Regions from separate parts of the Ovis aries genome. Here region 2 is linked to region 1. The links are chromatin contacts, called in public Hi-C maps. All regions are on one chromosome and are shown on one strand. Each heading gives the region's core, a stretch centred on a gene start, on an enhancer-like site or on the middle of the called end of the contact. The rest is flanking DNA. Distances are from core to core; before and after follow the strand shown.

Evidence for each region. Hi-C and Micro-C count contacts between places; a contact is called where the count stands out from the background.
Region 2: a contact with region 1 is called in a Hi-C map of hypothalamus, with 6 times the contacts expected there. The contact joins the promoter of MCEMP1 here to the enhancer-like site in region 1. A contact is called at or near these places in 12 of 16 Hi-C or Micro-C datasets (blood, hypothalamus, liver and 5 more).

Annotation. Positions count from the first base shown.
Region 1 is chr5:14,164,898-14,171,282 of ARS-UI_Ramb_v3.0, forward strand. No RefSeq gene overlaps it. Among named protein-coding and RNA genes, the nearest start is that of CAMSAP3, 11 kb to the right of the region's middle. Within about 2 kb of position 1,769, at least 3 of the 54 cell types and tissues checked have an H3K27ac peak or open chromatin away from gene starts, as enhancers often do.
Region 2 is chr5:14,247,336-14,254,646 of ARS-UI_Ramb_v3.0, forward strand. MCEMP1 (mast cell expressed membrane protein 1) reads left to right here and starts at 5,803. Exons shown (of 6, transcript XM_060416293.1): 1 at 5,803-5,884; 2 at 6,173-6,262; 3 at 7,119-7,169; 4 at 7,249-7,311. The coding sequence starts at 5,833.

The DNA.
Region 1 (6,385 bases), core at 519-3,018:
CCCTTCACTGCCTCCCAGAATTTGCTCAAACTCATGTCCTGCTGAGTTTCTGATGCCACCCAACTCTCTCATCCTCTGTTGCCCACTCTATGTTCAGTTTAAATGTTCTGGGTTTGCTTTTTTTGAAACTGAGAGCCATGAAAGAAAAGACAGACAGATCTGATGACATGGAAACACACTAAACAAAGACAAAAGGGCCAACAGAGCTGCTGCCCTGAAGGAAATATTTGCAACATAAATGATAGCAAAAGGGCAATTATTGCTAATGTTTTATTAACTGCTCACTGCATACTGGATACTCTTCTTGGCCTTTGTATACATAAAGTAATTTAATCCTCAACCCTATGAGATGGATACTATCATTATCTCTATCTTACAGGTGGGAAACAGACACAGAGAGGTTAAGTGACTTACCCAAGGTCACACAGCCAGTAAACAGCTGAGCTGGAAGCAAAGCAGCTTGGCCATGGAGTCCATATTCCTAACCCCTACATCATCAGGCCTCTTTATATAAATTAGGTTAACATCTGGACTGTGTAAGCCGGCTAGAAATAGAAATAGGAAAAAAAAGACAGCAACATGCTCAGTCTCACTAGTAATCAGACAAATTTTAATCCTCATTCTTTAACTTGTGCTGTGCTCCCGTTGTGTCTGATTCTTTGTGGCCCCATGGACTGCAGCCCACCAGGCTCCTTTGTCCATGGAATTTTCCAGGCAAGAATACTGGAATTGGTTGCCATTTCCTACTCCAGGGGATCTTCCTGACCCAGGGATCAACCCAGTCTCTTGAGTCTCCTGCATCGGCAGCAGGCTCTTTACCACTAGCGCCACATGGGAAGTCCAGCATTAAAACTAATGCAAGCATCCGATCTTATGGAGAATTGGATGAATAATAAGCACTGCCACATTGTTGGGTGGGGGAAGTGTGGATTACTGCAACTTTTTTGGAAGGGAATTTGACTGTGGTCGAACAAACCATTTAAAGCACATCGCCTTTCACCTGGCCACCCTACAGCCAACAATTGATCCCAGGAATATACGTGCCCAAAGATGTGTTCTCATCAAAGCCTTGCTTGCAATGATGCCATTGCTCGTAAAAGCAAAACATGGAAAACAGTCTTGACGACTGACAATAGGGGCATAGTTAGACAAATTAGGGCATGGCAGACTGTGGGAATGCAGCACAACCATTAAAAAAAATGACATGGAAAAATCCCTGTGTGTGTTGCTGGTGTATTGCTCCGTGGGAAAAAAAAAAAAAACAAGCGTAACATTGTATACAGTCTGATTGCACTTATTTTAAAGAACATGAGTGATACACAAGTATGTACATGTATAAGACGCCCTGGGAATTTATTCCAAACAATTGACAGTGGTTTCCTCTTAGGAAGAAGTGGCAGGGGGACAGTTAAAAGTGGAACTTCTGTATCATCATTTTTTGCATTCTTTGACCTTTTTTTACAATGAGATTGTACTATTTCAATAATTTTTAAAGCCCCCCAGAAAAAAAGCTTGTTAAATATTCCTCTAAAACAAGATTCCTGGGACTTCCCTGGCAGCCTAGTGGTTACGATTCCATATTTCCTGCGGGGGAAGGAGAGGGTGGACGAATCGAGAGAGTAGCGTTGAATTACACACGCTGGCAGGTGTAAAATAGCTAGCTAGTGGGAAACTGCTATGTAACACAAAGGGCTCAGCTCGGTGCTCTGTAATGACCTCGAGGAGTGGAATGGGGAAGGAGGTAAGAGAGAGATTCAAGAGGGAGGAGATATTTGTGTACATATGTCTGATTCATGTTGTCGTATGGCAGAAACCAACAACTATGCAATGCTGCTGTCCTCCAATTAAAAATAGGTTTTTTAAAAAAACTGCAGGGCTTCATGAAAGGAAAAGAAAAAAAAAAGATTCTTTGCTTCTACAGCAGGGGGCGTGGGTTCAATCCCTGGTCAGGGAACTAAGATCCCAAATGGCTTGTGGTGTGCAAAAAAAAAAAAAACAAAAAGAAAGAACAAATAAACAAAAGCACGGGACTCCTTCTGTCCCTGCCAGCGTGGCTGCTGCGTAATTATTTAACCGGTTCTCTCCTGCTGGGCGTTTAGGTTGGTTCTAACTTTCACTACTGTGAATGAAACTGGGATGAATATCCTTGAATGTTCACCTTTATTTGCCTCTGTGATTTCTTTATGCTATTCCCAGCTGATTAGTGAGGAAATAAATACACAAGCACATATTTATTATTTCTTTGCTCTTAAGGAAAACAATCCCAGATGTGGAAATACGGGATTAAAACGAAGTGATTTGGATGCGATTGACCTCCGTGGGAAAAGCATCTGAAAAAGGATAGATACATGTATGTGTATAATGGGATCACTTTGCTGTACACCTGAAACTAACACAGTATTGTAGATAGACTATACTCCAACATAAAAAATTTTTTTAAATTTTTAAGTTAAAAATATAAATAAATAAATAAATGATCTGGGGAATTCTCTGGTGGTCCAGTGATTGGGACTCTGAGCTTTCACTGCTGAGAGCACAGGTTCAAACCCTGGTCAAGGAAATAAGATCCCACAAGCCAAGCTGAATGGCCAAAAGAACAAATAAATAATTTAAAAATAATAAAAATACATGGTTTTGGTAAATTTCTTGATGCATCGTGCCAAGTGGTCCTGGAGAAAATGTCTGTCATCCCCAGCAGCGGATGCAAGTCTCACTCCAGAGGACAGTTGAAGACCTGGGACATGATCACAATTGGAGAGCATCTACTGATGGAGTGACTGACACTTTGACTTTCACTGATGCAAGTGAAAATGGACTGTCTCACATCCATGTAGTGTTATGGGTTTCCCTGGTAATTCAGCTGATAAAGAATCTGCCGGTAAGGCAGGAGACTCGGGTTCAATTCCCGGGTCGGGAAGTTCCCCTGGAGAAGGGATAGGCTACCCACTTCAGTATTCTTGGGTTTCCCTGGTGGCTCAGACAGTAAAGAATCCGCCTGCAATGTGGAAGACCTGGGCTCTTCGATCTCTGGGCTGGGAAAATCCCCTGGAGGAGGAAATGGCAACCCACTCCAGTATTCTCGCCTGGAGAATCCCATGGACAGAGAGGAGCCTGGAGGGTTAGAGTCCATGGGGTCACAAAGAGTTGGACATGATTGAGTGACTGAGCAGACAAGCGTGCCATTCTCCAAGACACTTCCTTTCCACGTTTTTTCATTCTACAGTTCTGCTGGCAGGATTACGTTTTGGGGAATGACAGGAGTGGAACAGAAGCACAGAGCAGGAAGGATGCACTTGTGGGGGATAACAGCTTTGGAGAGAGCAAAGGAAAAGCGTGAATGGTGGCTGGGAAATTTCAGTGATGTTTCTACTCTCTCATCTCATTGCCTCATCTACTCCCTCTCTTGGGCCTCCCCACACACATATCTTTGAGGCCAGTTTCCCCAAAATCACCATTGAACCGCTCTGTCCTTGTATCAGCTGTGACTGCCCATTCTTTCTCCTGCAGACACTCCAAGCTAGCCCTGACCCTGGGGATCCCTCTCCTCCCAGAAGCCCCTGCCCACTCGGTCCTTCACCTGTGTCTCATTTTTCTCAATCCTTCAATTTCTCGGACTCCCACACAGGCATCTCCAGCCCTGACCATTACTCTTGAGGAGCTCACACACCATGGGGTCTTAGCAGATGGGGCCATTGCAAGACCCCAAAGTTTGTATATGATTAGCTGAGTGTCTCTTAGAGTTGAAAATGGTGGTTGGGCACAGCAATGAATTCCAAGGATGATACAGGCCCTTCATTTGTGTTGAATCTCTACAGTCTTCATCAGTGTCTGGATATCAGCCTCTCTTCATCCTTCTTCGCCTGCAATCATCTTGTGTGTGTCCTTGCTAAGTCATTTCAGTCGTGTCTGACTCTGTGCGACCCTATGGACTGTAGCTCGCCAAGCTCCTCTGTCCATGGGAATACTAGAGTGGGTTGCCATACCCTCCTCCAGGGCATCTTCCTGACTCAGGAACTGAACCTGCGTCTCCTGCATGGGCAGGTGGGTTCTTTACCACTAGCGCCACCTGGGAAGCCCACAGTCACCTTAGATTTTTGTTTTCTAGCCTGCTTTAGAAAGTCACTGGCTTCCCTGGTCGTTCAGATGGTAAAGAATCTGCCTGTAATGCAGAAGACCTGGGTTTGATTCTTGGGTTGGGAAGATCCCCTGGAGAAGGAAATGCCAACCCACTCCAGTATTCTTGCCTGGAGGAGCCTGGCGGGATATGGTTCAAGGGGTCGCAAAGAGTCGGACATGACTGAGAATCTAACACTTTCACTTTAGAAAGTCACTGCCTCCTTTCTGTCTGCCCACAGACCTTCTCCTTCCAGAGGGAGGGAAAGGGAGAAAGGAACAAAGTGGATAGAAAATTTCTTTCCATCAAGGACATGCAGAGGACACAGGCACACTCAAGATAATCTTTTTGGCCTTGACCTACATCAATAATGAGTATGGCGTGAGTGTGTGTGTGTGAGGTGTTCATGCACAGATACTGGTGCTCAGGAGGGTGAGCATGTGGGTATTATTGTGTGTTTTTTAAAATTATATTGGGATACAGTTGATTTACAATGTGTTAGTTTCGGGTGTACAGCAGAGTGATTCAGTGATACATATGCATATATCCATCCCTTTTTAGATTTTCTTCCCAGGTAGGTTATCACAGAATATCGAGTAGATCCCTGTTGATTATCTGTTGTAGATAGAGCAGGGTGTGTAGGTTCATCCCCAGTTCCTAATTTATCTTCCCTCACCTGTTTCCCATTGGGTATATTTTAAATGCCCCAGTATGTATTTATGAATATTTGCTCAGTTTTTATATGTGTGTCTCACTGTATCTGTTTCTTATAGACTAACTTTTAGAGCAGTTTTAGGTTCCCCTCCCCCCATAGCCTCCCTACTATTGACATCCCCCACCACATGGTGCATTTGTTACAATGAACACACCTACAGTGAACACTAACAGTTCATTATCACTCAAAGTCCATTGTCAACATTAAGGCTCACTCTTGGTGTTGTACATTCAGTGGGTTTTGGACAAAAGTGTAATGGCAAGGGTCTGCCATTATAGCATCACACAGGGTGTTTTCACTGCCCTAAAAATCACAGGGCCCTGCCTGTTCATCCTTCGTTCCCTCTTCATCCCCAGCAGCCACTGATTCTTTTACTGTCTCCATAGCTTTGCCTTTTCCAAAATATCCTCAAGTTGGAATCACCCACTCCATAGATTTTTCAGATCAGCTTCTTTCACTTAGTCGTATGCATTTTTAAAAGTTGCTCTGAGTCTTTCCACAGCCTGATTGCTCATCTCTTTTTCACTCCGAACAGTATTCTATTGTCTGGATGGCTCACAGTTTGTTTATCCTGCTGAAGGACTTCTTAGTGGTTTTCAAGTCTATTGTGCCTTCTTCTTTTTTAATTTGCCCATGCTGGGTCTTACTTGCAGCATGTGGGATCTAGTTTCTTTACCAGGGATCAAACCTGGGCCTCCTGCATTTGGAGCATGGGAGTGTTAGCCAGTGGACCACTACACTACGGAAGTCCCCAAATTGTGTCTTTGTGCCACAGAGGCAAGGGGACGAATTACCCCTTTGGGATTATTTTACGTTCGTGGAAGCACACAAGGCACCACTCATCGAGGCAGGTAAGAGATTATGAGCAGATGCCCTCCTTTCCTCCCTCCAGGACCTGAAACTCATCCTGCCCAAGATGAAACTTGGCATCCTCCCCTCCCTCACCCAAGCTGGCCCCTCATCTCGTGTCCCCATCTCAGCTGATGACTCCACATCCACCCAGCTGTGAAAGGGAAAGATATGGGCATCTTCCAAACTCCTCCCTTCTCCTTCTGTCCTCCTCCTCCCATCAATCAGCAATTCTGTTTTTTTTTTTTTTTTTTTTGGCCATGGCAGGAGGCTGGCGAGGTCTTAGTTCCCAGTCAGGCATTGAACCCTCACCTTGGGCAGTGAAACCACTGAGTCCTGATCACTGGACTGCCAGGAAATCCCCCAGTTCTCTCTCTCTTCCTCTCATTTTTTAATAATTTTATTTATTTACTCTTGGCTACGCTGGGTTTTCGTTGCTGCCCAGGCTTTCCTCTAGCTGTGGGGTGAGGGCTTCTCCTTGCGGTGGCTTCTTTTGTTGCAGAGCATGGGCTCCAGGTGAGTCGGGCTTCAGAGGTTGTGGCACATGAGCTCTAAAGCACAGGCTCTGTAGTTGGGCTCAGTAGTTGTATGGGCTTGGTTGCCCTGCAGCCTGTGTGATCTTCCTGGACCAGGGATGGAATCGGTGTCTCCGGCACTGACAAGCGGATTCTTTACCATTGGGCCACCAGGGAAACCCCTCAATTTTC
Region 2 (7,311 bases), core at 4,553-7,052, 86 kb after region 1:
AGGGCAGGAGGAGAAGGGGGAGAAAGAGGATGAGATGGTTGGATGGCATCATCAACTCAATGGATATGAGTTTAAGCAAACTCTTGGAGATAGGGAAGGACAGGGAAGCCTGGCATGCTGCAGTCCATGGGGTTGCAGAGTCGGCCACGACTGAGCGACTGAACAGCAACCCCCTATAGTAGCCAAGACTGTTGGTTGCCAGCCCCACAGATCCCACCTCAACCTAGTTTGAGCTAAAATGAAAGGATATTTTCTGGATTACCTAAATGAGAGGCTCTGGTTCAGAACAACAGACTCAGGAATGACTGAATCCAGGGTTTCAGACAATGTCTCCAGGACTCGAGTCCTTGTCATGTCAGCTTTCCTTAGTGTTGACCTCACTTTTAAGCAAGTTCTCCCCTGTCATGGCTCCAGGTTTATATCCTGGCAGTCTGACAGAACTGGGAAAGAGAGAATGCCCCTTCACCTGGTTAACCCAACAAAAGCCCCAGGCCTGAGTTTCATTGGTTGAGTCTGGCTCATTTGCCCACCCGCTCTCTGCCAAATCTTGGTCTTTGATTGGCTGGACCTGGATCATTCTTTAAAGAAAATTCAGACTGTTGCCCCATGAAAGCATCGGGTCAGCCAACCCCATGGAGTCCTCTTAGGCCACCATGACACTGTTGCTTGTGGGTCTTCAGTTCCAGGGCTACCCTTTTCTCCAAGTCCAGAGGGCTCTACCCCGGTTTTGGCTTCATTTCAATCAGGGAAATGTGCAATGCTGCAGACCCGCCTCCTATGCCTGTCCATCAGAGCAGAGTCAGTTTCCCATTGGTCCATCTTTTCTGCAGCTATTGTATCATCAGCGGAGGCGAGGCCACGTCTCTCAACGACTGACTTCTTTGTAAGAGGAGATGGAAGAGCTGGCATCTAATTATTGTTAAACTGATCTTCCTTGAGCAGACGAGACTGGCAATGCTTTTTGTTTGTTTATACTGCACTGTGTGGCATGTGGGATTTTAGTTCACCAACTAGGGATCTACTACAGCCCCTTCAGTGGAAGCTCAGAGTCTTAATCACTTGACTCAGGAAGTCCCAAGATTGCCAATACTTCAGGAAAGAGAACATCATCCTCACCAGCCAGATCTCGGGGGTAATTCCAAACTTGCATGCATGCTAAGTCACTTCAATTGTGTCCTACTCTTTGTGACCCTATGGACTCTAGCCTGCCAGGCTCCTCTGTCCATGGGATTCTCCAGGCAAGAGTACTGAAGTGGGTTGTCATGCCCTTCTCCACGGGATCTTCCTGACCCAGGGACTGAACACGTGTGTCTTACATCTCCCATGTTAGCAAACAGGTTCTTTACCACTAGCACCACCTGGGAAGCCCAAAGTTACTTAAAATTTAATCACAGATTTTAAACCTAAAACATACTCACTTCTCACACATAGGAAGTTTTAATCCAATTTTTTCCAAAGGGAGTGTAACAGAGTGGGACCCTATGGGCCTTCCCAGGACAGACGCCAACTCCCCCCCACGTCTCTGACTGTCTCTTGTCTACAGAAAAATTTTATCCAAAGAATAAATTTAATCAAAGAAAATTTAAAAGTGCAGAAACAAAGAAAAATGATCAAACAGAATAAAATAATAATAAACCATTAAACCAAGTCAAAGACATTTAGTCCCTCCTCAAGGGCTATAGATAATACTGTGTCATATGCTTGGAGCTGGTTCGCAGTTACCAAACCCCCCGGCGGGGGGGGAAACTAACTACATGATGAGCAGACTATAGCCATGACCTAAGCTGCTACATCTTACACAATTTTAAGAACTGGCCTCAAGGAAATGGGAACAATCCAACCCTGGAACTGAAGATTAAGTGCACTTAAAACAATCAAGATGACACTGATCAGACCACTGCATAAGCAACTTCAGGATGATTGTCAGAACTGAGGTACTGTTTCTGCACACCGCCCACTCCCTCCACCTATACACTCCTAAAATTCCCCTTAAAGCTCTTGCCCCCTGATCGACAGCTGGGAGATGGCTTTTGGACATGCCGTATGTACACACAAGCAGACGTGCAACTGGAAGTATTCAGGTACGTACACACACACACACACACATATATACACACAAAGGAATATTACTCAGCCATCAAAAAGGATAAAGTTCTGCCATTTGCAGCAACATGGATGGACTCAGAGGGTGTTATGTTTCGTGTGGGATTCCCAGGTGGCTCAGTGGGTAAAGAATCCACCCACAGTGCAGGAGACGTGGGCTTGATAGCAACCCTCTCCAGTATTCTTGCCTGGAGAATCCCATGGATAGAGGAGCCTGGTGTGCTACAGTCCATAGGGACACAAAGGATAGGACTTGGCTGAAGCACCTGAGAGTGTACACACGCACATGCTTAGTGCAGTAACTCAGATAGACATACAAATAGTTGTATGTCATGTTAGTGTATGTTAGCACTCTTGTGTGGCATCTAAAAACAATGTTTAAAGGAATGTATGTAACAAAATGGAAACGGACTCAGAGACAGGACAAACTAGTGGTTACCAGCAGAGACAGGCGAGAGAAGAAGGGCAATATAAGGGCAAGAGATTAAGAGATACAAACTAATATGTATATAGTAGATTAGCAACAAGGATATATTTTACAGTACATGGAAATATATCCATTATTTTGTAATAACTTTAAATGGAGTATAATCTACAAAAATATTGAACCACTATGCTATACACCTGGAGCTAACAAAATATTATAAGTAAACTACATTTCAATTTTTAAGAACCCTGCCAGGGACTTCCCTGGTGGTCCAATGGTTAAGGCTCTGTGCTCCCAATGCAGGGAGCATGGGTTTTATCCCTGGTCAGGAACTAAGATCTAGGTCAGTGCAGCCAAAAAACAAGGAGGAAAAAAATCTGCCCAAAACCCACATGTGTTTCACATTATATTTACTTCTAACAGAAGGCAACTGCTCTAGACTGAAAGAGAAAGTTCCTTGTATACTTCAGTTCAGTTCAGTTCAGTTCAGTCACTCAGTCGTGTCCAACTCTTTGTGACCCCATGAATCACAGCACGCCAGGCCTCCCTGTCCATCACCATCTCCCGGAGTTCACTCAGACTCACGTCCATTGAGTCCGTGATGCCATCCAGCCATCTCATCCTCTGTCGTCCCCTTCTCCTCCTGCCCCCAATCCCTCTCAGCATCAGAGTCTTTTCCAATCAATCAACTCTTCGCATGAGGTGGCCAAAGAACTGGAGCTTCAGCTTTAGCATCATTCCTTTAAAGAAATCCCAGGATTGATCTTCAGAATGGACTGGTTGGATCTCCTTGCAGTCCAAGGGACTCTCAAGAGTCTTCTCCAACACCACAGTTCAAAAGCATCAATTCTTCGGCGCTCAGCCTTCTTCACAGTCCAACTCTCACATCCATACATGACCACTGGAAAAACCACAGCCTTGACTAAACGGACCTTAGTCGGCAAAGTAATGTCTCTGCTTTGGAATATACTATCTAGGTTGGTCATAACTTTTCTTCCAAGGAGTAAGCGTCTTTTAATTTCATGGCTGCAGTCACCATCTGCAGTGATTTTGGAGCCCCCAAAAATAAAGTCTGACACTGTTTCCCCATCTATTTCCCATGAAGTGATGAGACCAGATGCTATCATCTTTGTTTTCTGAACGTTGAGCTTTAAGCCAACTTTTTCACTCTCCACTTTCACTTTCATTAAGAGGCTTTTTAGCTCCTCTTCACTTTCTGCCATAAGGGTGGTGTCATCTGCATATCTGAGGTTATTGATATTTCTCCTGGCAATCTTGATTCCAGCTTGTGCTTCTTCCAGTCCAGCGTTTCTCATGATGTACTCTGCATAGAAGTTAAATAAGCAGGGTGACAATATACAGCCTTGACGTACTCCTTTTCCTATTTGGAACCAGTCTGTTATTCCATGCCCAGTTCTAACTGTTGCTTCCTGACCTGCATACAGATTTCTCAAGAGGCAGGTTAGGTGGTCTGGTATTCCCATCTCTTTCAGAATTTTCCACAGTTTATTGTGATCCACACAGTCAAAGGCTTTGGCATAGTCAGTAAAGCAGAAATAGATGTTTTCTGGAACTCTCTTGCTTTTCCATGATCCAGTGGATGTTGGCAATTTGATCTCTGGTTCCTCTGCCTTTTCTAAATCCAGCTTGAACGTCAGGGAGTTCACGGTTCACGTATTGCTGAAGCCTGGCTTGGAGAATTTTAAGCATTACTTTACTAGCGTGTGAGATGAGTGCAATTGTGCGGTAGTTTGAGCATTCTTTGGCATTGCCTTTCTTTGGAATTGGAATGAAAACTGACCTTTTCCAGACCTGTGGCCACTGCTGAGTTTTCCAAATTTGCTGGCATATTGAGTGCAGCACTTTCACAGCATCATTTTTTAGGATTTGAAACAGCTCAACTGGAATTCCATCACCTCCACTAGCTTTGTTCGTAGTGATGCTTTCTAAGGCCCACTTGACTTCACATTCCAAGATGTCTGGCTCTAGATTAGTGATCACATCATCATGATTATCTGGGTCATGAAGATCTTTTTTGTAGACTTAGCCTCATTTTAGGTCAGATAGACATAAGGAAAGCTTTAAAGATACCTAGACAGAGTAGAGACAGTGTGCGCACATGAATATGTACAAGCATGCAAATGACCACACCATATGTACACGTGTACAGATGTGCGAGTGGGGGTATTCAGAAGTGTGAGTGTGCAAGAGTATGTGTGTGGGTCTGGGTAGGTGAGCCGACGCGTGGATGAGTGTGAATGTGTTTCTGAGTGTTCCTTTGCAGGGGGTCTCCAGGTGGAAGGGGAACTGCTTTGGGGTTAGGTCAAGGTGACATCTGGCCTCAGTCCCAGATGTGGGAGTGGACTTCCAGTGGTTAGCCCCATTGCCTCATATCCATTCTTCTCCTCCAAAGGGCCTTGGAGAAGAAGTACTTCTCTGGGTGGAGCTGAGGGGTGGGACTAGGGCAGAGGGAAGGTAGGTGTGGGGACCTACGAATCTTGCCCCAAAAGGTGGGGTGCCATAGTATCTACCATGAGAGCAAGAGATGGGAGGATGAGCTTCACCCAGGTGGACACAGATACACACAGAGCTTCCTGTAAAGTTCCTGACTATCCTATTTCAAAATTATTTTTATTGAATATAATCGACCCATGACTTTATGTAAGTTTACGATGTTCAATATATTGATTTGATACATTTTTCGATTGCAGTATGACGATCCCCATGGAACTCAGGTCTCCTGCATTGCAGGCAGAATCTTTATCATCTGAACTACCAACAGGGCGTTAGTTAATACCTCTTCCACAAATTGCTGACCATCTTGTGCTGTTTCTGGGTCTGTGTGAATCTCTTCTTGTCCCTCCTGAGACCTCTGGTCTCCTAAGACTCCGAGTGGGGGCTACTCTCCAGTTGCGGAGGGAGGGCTTCTCACAGCGGTGGCTTCTCTTGTGGGCCCCAATACTTGTGGCTCCTGGGCTCTAGAGCACAGGCTCAGTGGTTGTGGTGCAGGGGCTTAACTGCCGGATCTTCCCGGATCAGGGATCCAACCTGTGTCTCCTGCGTTGGCAGGTGGATGCCTAAGACTCCCGTTGAGCCGGGGTTTGGGTGAGGATGCCCCCAAGGGTGGGGCATTCCTGGATCCCTGAAAGCAGGAAGCCTACATTCTGCTTCCTCTTCTCCACCTCAACCCAGAGATTTCCTCATCTCCCCAGACACTTTCCTGTGGGTGGGGCTGTGTGAAGACAGATTTGCTGCCGGGGGCCATAGAGACTGAGGAAATCAACATAAACCAGAAGGTCAAGATGCAGGCGGTAGCCTTCAAAGACAAGAGACGGGGATCCGCAGGCAATAAAGGTTAGGCATCTCGGGCGAGGTGGGGAGAGGTTGGGATGGGAGGAGCGAGGAGCTGAAAGTGAAGGTTGGAGGGCTCCTCCCCCACTCCCCAAAATGTGTGTGTGTCACCCAAAGGCTCACATGCATTAAGATGAAGATCAGAGTTCCCTACTCCTTATCTTTGCCCCCAAGAAATCTGTTGTGTGGAGGATTCAGTAAACCAAGATGTCTGAGCTTCCTCTCCCATACTCACCCCTGCCCCAGAGCTCCGGGCAGGTTTCCTCAAGCCTCTCAATGACTTGCCCACAGCTGCAGATGACCCTAACTATGAGAACATCACCTTTACCTTCAAAAACCAGAACCAGCCAAAGGGCAGTCATTCACCACCCAAGAACAAGGGTAAGCAGCTGCCCTCTGCCCCCTAGCCCCTATCACACGGCCCTGGGAGAGGTCTGTGGGAGGGCCCTGCAGGGACAAAGGGCAGTGTGTGAAGCTCAGGGTCAATGGTGTGGGGGAGTGGTGGTGTCGAGGCTTTGTGTGACAGTGGCGGGGGGTAGCTGGGTAGGCGATGATGAAGAGGACAATGTGATTGTGCTGGTGGAGGTGTTGGTGAAGCTCTGGGTGTCGGTGGTGCTGGTGGATTGGGACGGGATCATCTAGACAGAGCTGATGAAAGTGTTGATGAGGTCCTGATGACCTGTTGATAGGGACAGTGCTGGCAAGGACAAGTACTGATGCTGGTGATGGGGTCATACGAGGGCATCATGGGGACAGTGCTAGGGGCCACTGCTGGTGGTGCTGGCTGGGGTACATGCTAGGGGCAGTGTGTGATGGCCACAGCTGCTGATGGTACTGAGAACAGTAGGTACAGGTGAAGAGCTGTCAGTGGTGTTAGAGTCAGTGCCGATGGGCTGAGCAGCGGTGTTGGGCCCTGGGGATGAGCTGTCCTACCTCTATCCCAGTGCCAGCCGAGTCCAGGCCACCCTCAGACACTGCCCAGGGACACCACTGGTTGCCTAAAGCCATGATGAGTCTGAACACCTTCTTGACTCTGTCCTGCATGGTCCTCTTAGCTGTGGTTCTGGTGAAGAGTGAGTGGGGTGTTTCTTTCTGCTGGCGGAGGAAGGGGCTGAGGGCAGTGGGGAGGGGTCCCCAGAAGCTGGGGAGGCCCAGTGCTGCTCCTGACTGCAGAACTCGGGTGATTCCAAAGTTTTTCTAAGGTTTTCTTGCCCCCTGCCCCACACATCCTGAACAGATTCCGAGATGTCCAGGGAGCTGGTGGTCTTGAAAGAGGAGCTCTGGAACGGTGAGGGGAAGAGCTGGGTCGGGGTTGGGGGAGTAGGGGGAGTGAAGGTGACTCTGACAACTCCAGTCCACACCCTTAGTCTCCACTTCGGTGCAAGAGTACCAGGAAGAGCAGAAGACTCAGTGGGGCAACGTGGAACAGC